Regions from separate parts of the Rattus norvegicus genome. Here region 2 is linked to region 1. The links are chromatin contacts, called in public HiChIP or PLAC-seq maps. All regions are on one chromosome and are shown on one strand. Each heading gives the region's core, a stretch centred on a gene start, on an enhancer-like site or on the middle of the called end of the contact. The rest is flanking DNA. Distances are from core to core; before and after follow the strand shown. Region 1 holds the start of Dusp11 (dual specificity phosphatase 11). Region 2 holds the start of Snrpg (small nuclear ribonucleoprotein polypeptide G).

The links. HiChIP or PLAC-seq counts read pairs in DNA pulled down with a chosen protein or histone mark.
Region 2: an H3K27ac HiChIP or PLAC-seq map of oligodendrocytes shows a contact between it and region 1, with 8 times the contacts expected there. The contact joins the promoter of Snrpg here to the promoter of Dusp11 in region 1. A contact is called at or near these places in 1 of 12 Hi-C or Micro-C datasets (frontal cortex) and 1 of 1 datasets of contacts at active chromatin or transcription factors (oligodendrocytes).

The regions. Positions count from the first base shown.
Region 1 is chr4:119,940,457-119,945,525 of GRCr8, reverse strand. Dusp11 (dual specificity phosphatase 11) reads left to right here and starts at 2,959. Exons shown (of 9, transcript NM_001025650.1): 1 at 2,959-3,117. The coding sequence starts at 3,023.
Region 2 is chr4:120,367,454-120,372,522 of GRCr8, reverse strand. It overlaps Snrpg (small nuclear ribonucleoprotein polypeptide G), which reads right to left and starts at 2,812. Exons shown (of 4, transcript NM_001135085.1): 1 at 2,711-2,812. The coding sequence starts at 2,742. Fam136a (family with sequence similarity 136, member A) reads right to left here. Exons shown (of 3, transcript NM_001106605.1): 3 at 4,044-5,069.

The DNA of each region.
Region 1 (5,069 bases), core at 1,710-4,209:
ATCTAATACAAAGCAATAGACAATTCTAAGTGAATGAAAACTTCTCTAGACAAGCATTGTAGAAGAAAAAAGGAGTCAGGGAATGGATTAGACCTGCTTAAATTGCTCAATGCCAGGAACAGACAGGAGGGAAAGGGGAAATGTTTTAACAGAGTCCACTAAGCCCTGTGGAATAACATCCAAGAGAAAGAAAGAAATTTGGGGGGGGGGAGCAAGCAGGAAGGCAAGTTTGTCACATTCCCCACTAGCTCTGCAGAGGAAATGAGACATGACTTCAAATGGATACTGCATTTGTTGTGGGAATTCTTTAATCTCTTACTCTAGAGGTCCTTATATTCACATTAAATTCAGACTTCTTGAGGTCTTTTCTTGGAAAACAGGCAAATTTTTTTCCATATCTTTTAAAGAGTAAATTCTGTTCATCGGAGTACAGGGCTTAAAGGAAGCCTTTGGAGAGTCAGGTGAGACAATATGTGGATTTTCTTTCATATATAAACAGGTCTCAAACAGTATCTTCCAGAACCACATCCTACACACTCACTATTTATATTTGGAGGAGCATACCACTGTGACTGATTCTGGCATCATGCCCAATATGGGTGTATAACAACGGTGGACAAGAAGGCTCTCTGGGTTGGATGGGTCTGAGAAGACAAAAGCCAAAAATTTCTAATGAACCCAGCCAGCCATGTCTGATCTAACAAGAAAGGTAGGTAGGCCGAGGAGATTCAGCAACTGGACCCTGTCGGGGATCGGACTGCCGGACTAGGCAAAGCTAGTGCCCTGCCCTGAGCAGATTCCTGAGAAGGGCTTGACCTTTTCAAAGAAAGAACATGTCCAGGGAAGACTGTTGCCTCTTTGTCTAAGGAGGATATCTTGCAGCTTAATGATTCACCTTATGTCCTTGGGCACTTCCCAGTTCTCCCCCTGCCCTAAGCTTCAATTCCTGCTTCAGAGCTTTAAATGCTGTACACTCCTCTCAATAAACAGACCTTGACAAGGACACTGCTTGGTCTCGCTCCTCTTTCTCGCCCGTTCTCCCGAAGGTATGGGTCCCTCTTGACCCCCACAAATAACTGGGTCCCCGCTGGCGGGGGCAGGCTGCCACCATGATTCCCCAAATTATGCCAGAGAAACACTCTAGTCTGCTAGTCTGAGAAGAAAGAGGGGATGATCTGCTTTGTCCTCCCTCCCTCCATCATGGAAGTCTAAAGCTGAGCTTCCCTGAATGTCATCCTAGCTGGGCTCTCACTGAGGATAAGGCTTCTTTGTTCATTCATGTTTAATTATTTTTTATGTCCAAACCATAAACTTCATTCTCTCTGCTTCCCCCCAGCAGGAAACGGCCAAGTCTGAATCCCCATGACGACTTCAAACCAATCTCCATGACTACTTCAAACATCAGTTCAACCATCTCTCTGGGTTTCAGCTCCCTGCTTTCCACCCTGACTCTGTGATTTTTTTTTCTTATACAGAGAGGAGCCCCTCCGCCCTTCTGGTGCGTTACTATATCGCTGTCAGTATCTTGCTCCTCTTGTATTTCTTCCCCTTCTCCACCGGCTTCTCTCCCATCAGAAGACTGTAAAAACCCATCAGTCAACTGCGTATGAGAATGTGGATACACTTTATACACCTTGAAGGCATTAGCACCCAGATGTAAAAGATATGTATCTTGCAATCACATTTTGACTTATCAAGTGTTATGATCAGAATACTCAGTTTGCAATGATAATAAATATTATGAAAAATGAATTATAAGCTACATTTAGAAATTTCAAACTAAAAGTTTAAACTTATTTTAAAAATTGCGATCATAAATTTCTATAGTCTAATCTGGGGACTTAGTCTACTATTCTGCAGATGCCCTGTACTTTGGTCTACCACTTGAATAATTCAGATATTCCCTAGGAAACACAGGGCCTGACATTGTGTGGAAATTTTGGACTGGAGTTCCTCTTTTATCTCTGGGTTATTTTTGGTGCTTGTTAAAACCCATGATGTCCACAGCTATTGTGACACCTGGCCTGTGGACACCATTTTTTTTTGCAATTAGAATATATTGTTTTTAAAAAGTGTTAGCATGTGTTTCATTCCAGTAATCCCTTGTCTAGGAATTCAGATACAGTATACACCTATAGGGATGTTCACACCACCGTCTTTTCTGTAACAGACGATCAGAAACACAAACAAAACAAACAAAAAGTCCAATTGGGTTAAAGTGGCCCATAACCCTTAATTCTAGAACTGAAAAAGTAGGCGAAGGCCGATCTCTGTGATTTCAAGGTTAGATTACTCTATGAAGCAAGTTCCAGATCTCAGAGTGTTATATGATACCTTACCTTAAAACAAACAAAAAACTCCAAACAGGTGGAGGTATTTCAATATTGGAATGGTTAAAAGAAAAGTTGGTATTTTTAATTATGTTGACTATACTAAGTGTCCTGTGTCGTTCAAAATTAGGAATATATATATATATATATATATATATATATATATATATATATATATATTCTCCCGCCTGTGGCACCACACACACATATATGGATGAAGAAACGTTAAATATATCAAATAAGGAGAAATATGTTGTATAAAATTTTGGTATATTTCTTTTTGGCGGAAAAAAGGATACACATGTGTAAAAGCAAATCATGAATATACAAAATGTAAACAATTGACAACGTTCGCGAAGAATGCAGGGATCGGAGGGGTGGGGCTGGATTTCTGTTCCTTGTCCTGAGCAGTTTTGCCGACGCAAGTAATTATTCGCACAGCTGCAATACCAGCCTCCATCCAGATAAGTACAATATTGTTGGAACCAATGGCAGGTTGACAAACCTTATTCTCAGCGCGACGTGTGACGTCATCACGGCGGGGCAAGGCGCATGCGCACTAGCGAGGCATCGACGCGGCGCGTTCCTTTGCCGGCGCTTTGGTTCCGGCGGCGTTTTCTGGCAGCCCTGAGGTCGCTGCTTTGGCTGCTCTGGCACGTCTGGCGTTGGGTGGGCGGCATCTCTGCGCCCACATGAACCAGTGGCATTATGGCCGATACAGTCGGGGCCGGGACTTTACTGCCCGTGCCCCACCCAAGAAGAAGGGCAAAAACCAGATCCCGGAAAGGTAAGGCGCTTTGGTTCCGGGCCTGGCGTTCCGGCTGCCTTGGTGGCCCAGAGTCTTGGCGTTCTCTCTGGCCTCGCGCCCTTCCGCCTCCCAGAGTCCTCCGCGCCGAACCCCCCCACACTTCCCGACCCCGCATTTTGGGGTCTCAGGTCTGTCCGGACCGGGCTCTGTGGAGCTCGGGCCAGGGCGGAAGGGCGCAGTGGGGCGCGGCTGCCAGTAATAGGCGTTCCTTGATCACTGAAGCCACAGTCTTCAGCTTGTTGGGACTCTGTGTGGGATCCGGTCTGAGCTGTATACACCCTGCGCTCGCTTGGGGACCAGCTAGAGAGGTTCTTTTGCTTTCAGGACTCTGAGGGCGGAGGTGTCATTTGCGGGAGTTAACCCTGCCTGTGCCAATGGCTAGTTTTATGATTTTGCTCACAGGTGCTATGAATATGAACCTTTACTTGCGGCCGTTTGCTTCCCTTTTTCGATTTCAAAAGTCGGTCGTTTTATCTCCACAAATAAAAAATAGCTGAAGCCAGACGTGGCCCAATCGGCCTCTCTCCTTCCTAGAATTCATCAAGTCCTTTGTTTTATCTCAACAAATAAGCAATACTTAAAAACTCAGGATGAAAGGACTTCAGTAAGCACTTCTTTTTATAGCCACAAATGAGCAGTACCTAAAATTCAACATGGACATAATGTCTCTCTCCCCTCCCAGACTTGAGTAAACACTTCGTTTTATCTCCTGGATATCTTCACAGTCTGTCAGCTCTTCTCCATCATCCCAGTACAGAACTTGCCTGACATATTGCAGAAGACAGTCGTCTATATACTCACCAACCCATTTCTTTATAAGATTTATTTTTATGTATATGTGTACACTGTAGCTGTCTTCAGACACACCAGAAGAGGGCATTGGATCCCATTACAGATGGTTGTGAGCCACCATGTGGTTGCTGGGAATTGAACTTAGGATATCTGAAAGAGCAGTCAGTGCTCTTAACCGCTGAGCCATCTCTCCAGCCCCTGGCCAGTTCATTTTTAACATATCTTATATAGTTAATTATTTAACCATTAATTTTTTAACTAAAGTATAAGTATGTTGTAAATTCTTGTTTATTAATATTTTATTAATAAGTCGCTTTATTGGGTATAAAATTCTTAACTAAAAATTAAAAATAATTTTAGGTATTGCTTATTTATGGAGATAAAACAAGATAAATATCAAGTAGTAATTGTTAGACAGTTCATAGATGTAAGGTAAAGCTTGACTTTAAAAATAAAAAGCCAACCTTCTTGTCACAGCCTGCCACACTAGCCCACTGTGTCTCCAGTCTCTCACCACTCAGTCCTCTCCGTACTCCAGGTATATGAATGAACCATACATGTGTAATTCATGGACATAGACCAACTCAGCTCTGACTCTCCACACGGAAGCTGAGGTTGTATGAATGGAGATTTGTACACATTGAGCTGATGTCACTGGTGTGGAAACTAAAAACACTGCACTGAAAGTGTTGAGTGTTAGCTCCTTCAGCCGGTATGGGGCATTCATTACTCCTTGCTGCTTTTAATATTTTTTAGTTACCATACAAAATACAAGTTTCATTATGACATTTTCTACATGTATGTCATTGTACTTTGCTCATAGTCACCCCCACACATACACCTTCCCCTTTCTCCTGCCCACGTTTTACTGGTTTCTTTCCTTCCCCCTAAATAATTCACCACTGTCCTGTCTCAAATATGTATTATATGTTTAAAACTAGATTCCACCTAGGAGGGGAAATACACAGTCTTTCCCTTTTCTGCCTCTTGTTGCCCTCTCCCTTCCCTTAACCCCTTTCCCCCCTGACACAATCTCCCTTCTATTTTCTCGTCTGATATATCACTTTAGTATTTGATTCTAGGCTGGATTTGTAGGCAGTTCTGTTCTCCTCTGGTAATTCTAGTTTTAGGTACTGTTT
Region 2 (5,069 bases), core at 1,563-4,062, 430 kb before region 1:
TACAGAAGTCAGAGGACAGCCTCAAGGTATTGGTTCTCTTCTTCAACCATATGGTCTCTGAGGCTGACTCAGGTCATTAGACGTGGAGGCAGGTGCCTTTACCTTTGGAGCACTCTCACCAGCCTGTCAAATCAGTTGCCTTTCAGTAACAGGCTAGAAAATACAAACATTTCCTTCCCTTTTCCTGAACCCAGAGCCTCAAGCATTCTAGACAAATTCTCAACCTCTCAGCTATAACCCCGTCTCTCTTCTATTTTTCAGTTTAGAGACAGTGTTTCTTAGCTACCCTGGTCTTGAACTTGCAGTTCTTTGCCTCAGCTTCTCAAGTACCAGATTTTATAGGCCTATGTCACCAGGCCTGGCTTCATTGAGTTTTAATGTATAGCACATCATAGAATTCAAATATAAATTTAAGCCATAAGAGTCTGAAGGAAGGTGGAAATAGATCTACAAATTACATTTCTAAAACACTAAATTTTAATAGGAGTTATTTTGTAAAGCAACAGAGGAGCATGTTTAAAATACTCACGACTTATGTACTATTATTACCATATTATACAGATGGAGAACTGATGTTCAGTGTGGAGGTTTGGATGAGAATTGCCCCCAGAGTCACATATTTGTATGCTTAGTTCTCAGCAGATGAACTGTTTGGGAAGGATTGGGAGGTATGGCCTTTTTGGAGGAGGTGGCACTGGGGGTGGGCTTTGAGGTTTCAAAAGCCAGCGCCAGGTCTAGTGTCTCTCTGTCCTGTCTGCTGCTTAAGTTCAGGACATAAAGCTTTCAACTACTGTCTGCCTGCTTCTTTCATGATGATCATGGACTCTCTAAAACTGTATGCAAGTCCCCTATTAAATGCTTTCTTTTATAAGAGTTGTCTTGGTTCACTATGTCTCTTTACAGCAAGAGACAATAATTAAGACAATTGTTCTTAGTTATATAAGTAAAATATGGCTGCTGGATTGCAGATGGCAGGGCTTCAAAGCTGGGCTAAGAAGTCTGGATTTGACTTTGTGGTGATAAATGCAGAATTAATTAGTGGTTAAGACTGAGGTGGGGGGCTCAGCTTTGAAACTGAGACTCAGGGCCAGAAATGATTAAGAACCACTGAGTTACACTAAACTAGGAGTGAATAGCTGTAAAAGGAGGAAGTATTTATGAGAAAATAAAGGAGGAAGATCTAGCAGTATTTCAAATTTCTTAAAAAGTAGGGATGAGAAAAAGGTATCAACTCAGGGAACAGAGTAGCTCCCACAGGCTCTGCTCCAAGCACAACACCACCAACACACCAACAAAAATATGGACACAATCACTAGTTCCTGTCTCTGAAAGGCCCAAGTATATCTGTTAAGAATCCAAGAACACGGGGTTGGGGATTTAGCTCAGTGGTAGAGCGTTTGCCTAGCAAACACAAGGCCTTGGGTTCAGTCCCCAGCTCCGAAAAAAAGAAAAAGAAAAGGAAAAAAAAAAAAAAAAAAAAAAAAGAATCCAAGAACACTGAAGATTACAGGTAGGGAACCAATTGTTAAAAACCAATGCCATTTTGCCAATTCCTGCCGAATCCAGACCACATATATAGACTTCATTCATTAACTCATCATCAAAACAAACAGGATAATTTCTTTTTAAAATGTCAGACTTATGGTTTAATAAATCTTTAACAGATCCAAATAAGCAGGGGTTTCACACAGAGGCTGCTTTAATTAAAATGTGCACTCAAATACAAAATTAGCAAATGTGACCTTTTCCCTGCAATGGTGTCTTGACAGAACTTTACAGTTAACAGGCTATACACAGAAAAACGACCCAGTATTAATCTTGTACCCTGAGTAGTCCAAAGACTATGTGCATATGTTACAGGTTCAGGCCAATCAATAGTGTCTGAGACCAAAGGGTCTGCCTGATTTTACTGGGTACAGAAAAAAATTCTTCAAAAAACTAGCTCTTTACAATTAGAAAACGGATGTTCCTCCATGGATTTATTACCAGAGCAAGATATTACACGACATTTAAATTTAACTTGAATACAAGGACAGTGTATCAGAAACCTAGTTTTTGGGGCTACAGATGGCTCAGCGCTTACTGCTTGTCTATAGCACCCGAATTCAGCTCTTAGTATCCACGCCAGAGGAGTCACAACCTCCTACAAGTCCTGCTCCAGTGGATCCAATGCCCACTCTGTCCTCCGCAATAACTGCATCCACGTACACAAACACACAATTAAATTACGTCTGTGAGCATCAAAAAGGAAATTACTAACTAGCTCTTTCGATGAACGCAATAGAATGCACTTGTTTATTGAAACACAACATGTTACCTCACCACTAACATTTTGTTTTGAGACACGGTCTCACTTTTTAGCCTAGACTGGTCTGGAACTCGCAGTCATTCTCCTGCCTCAGTATTAGCTCCATAGATCACAGACAACCACGCCCCACTCCAATCGATCATTTTAAGCCTGTGAGTTTCCAGCTCTTCACAACTATGCGCCTCGACCGCTGCTCTGGTCCCTATCCAGATAGCCTTTGGCCGCCCGCCTAACAGAGCCCAGCGTTGGGAAGACAGGCACAGGCACTGAGGTAACCATGCCGACCGGACCTCAGTGCCACTTCCGGCTTTCACGATCACCGGGACCAGCAGCAGCAGCACGGGCAAGTCAGGAGAAGGGTTCCCGCGGCTGGCGAGTCTCGATCGAGCCGACTCTACTCACTTTTTCAGTTCGGGAGGGTGGGCTTTGCTCATGGCGACTCTTCAGTGAGCTCAGCACAACGGCGAAGGAGTGAGCGGCCTCAGAAACGCGCGCGAGGCAGGCTTGGCGCTGGTATCTGACGTCACTACCGCGCGAGCCAATTGCTTTCCGATAACATTACCCTTTATCTCGCGATACTGATGGGACGCCTGAACGTGCGGACCAGAGCCACGCTTCCGGTTGCGTCGTCAGTGACTGGCCAGGACAGAGAAGTGGTGCTACGCTGAGCTTCCTTTGTGTAAAATTGAAGTGGCAGGTCGCTTAAAAACAAACCCCTTTATTTATATTTTATGTATGAGTGCTCTACATGTATACCTGAATGCCAGAAGAGGATCTCAGATCCTGTTGTAGATGTTTGAGTCACCATGTGGTTGTTGGGAATTGAACTAAGGACCTCTGCAAGACCAGCCAGTGCTTTGAACTGCTGAACCATCTTACCAGCCTGTGTGTCACCTTTTTTCACTTTCTACATTTTTGTCGTTTCCCCTGTCCTTTTCTCACTCAGTTTTTGACATAATTCATGCTGGCCTCGAGTTCACTGTGTAGTCAAAGCTGGCTTTAAACCCCTGCTTCCTGTGTTAGAATTACGGGTAGCCGCACCACGGGTCCTTAATTTCCTAAGCATATCCAGGCAAGGCTGAGGGCTCCTGAAGCATCCAAGTTAACGAACAGTTTGCACCAGTAGTGGGAAGGTAGCTAGGCTGATTCTTTTGAGGATGTGAATTCAGAGTCTGGAGTATTTTTGATTCATCGTTCAGCAGTTCTAACATTGCCTTCAAAACCTGCCTAGCACACATACATAAACGTCCATACATAGAACGTGAGCAGTACTACACAAGTTCTGAGGTATTGAGCTTGCCCCTGTGCACCCTCCCTGGGGTGGTGACACTGCTCTCAGTGCACTGGGCTCTCATAGTAGTCATTAAGAAAATGACCCACAGACATATTGTCCAGACCCCTGCTAGATGGAGGCAGTTCTTTGAATTCTCCCATGATTATTTGTGTCATCAACAAAAATTAGAACAAGACTGCTCAACTGTATACTCTTCCCAACACTGGCTGTGCTGGTTGAAACTAGGAAACGGACGTGAATATTAATAGCCTTTAGCACAGGCTGACCTCAAAGCAGGAGGGCAATCCTCAGCTCTGCCTTACAGTACTGAGATTACAGGTATGTGCCTTTAATCATGGGTATCTCTTCAACATTAACAGCCTTCAAGTTATGATGTGCTCTGGCTTTCTCTTAGTGTTTCCCATTTACTGATGATATATCACTACCCACTAAGAAAAAGCTGGAGACAATGAAACTTTATTTAAAAACCAAACCACTTGGAAAATATATTGCAGGCTTAACACAGCAAACAGACAAATGTATCACTGTTTCAAGTAATTAAATTGGTATAAATACAATATAGTACTCATCCAATAGATAAGGTGCCACATTGGGCCAGCAACACTGCACTGCAAAACCCCCAGTAAAAATGGCATTTGGTAAGAAGGTGTGTGCTTCTCCTGCTGTAGTGGCCCTAGCTTTCCTTGGCCCAAGTTGCTTACTTTTAGGCCTCCTTGTGGCTACAAGGCTCTGTAAATTCAGAGCTGATTAATACTGGGTTTGCACTTTTATTTTGTGAACCCAAGGCCAATACTTCTCAACAGCTCCTGTTTATTCTAGCGACTGGCGTGTGAGTGACAACCAACCCCACTTGCTTTTCGTGAGGATGTGTCACTTCGGTGTACAAGTCAGTGAAGAAAGCTGTTTCCCATGTACACTGTGACACTGTCTGGCTTTTCTGGGGTTTCTAGAATAACAGAATTTGAAGAAATGGACATTCCCATCTTGATGGCCAGAAAATACTAGGAACCTTTAGAAGTTATTTAAACCACTCTCCCTCCTGTATCTTAAATCCACTGTGTGCCCTTGCACAGAAGACAAAACCAAGCAAACTATAGATTTGGAAAGGAGATCTTTTCCTCTCTCTAAATCACTAGCCTACTGGGTTTTGTTTCATAACATATGCAAGGTGGTGTGGTGTTACTTGTGGTGAACAGGATTTGCCAAGCTTCTCTGAGGAGACCCACCTCTCCTCAGGTTTTACCAGGTTTAAGAGAGAGCCACCAGCCTGGATGTTTGTAGTAGAAATCTCAGCCCTTGGTACAAGGTTGATCTCTACTACAGAACAAACATTGCACATAAATATTTAGGATCTAGACTTCTCCTCTGAGCTATCTGCGATCCAAATCTCAGCACCAGCTTCTTTCCACGTCACCTTCTAAGATCCAGATGTAAAGGAACCAGTGTCTGGTAGTGAGCCGCGTTTGC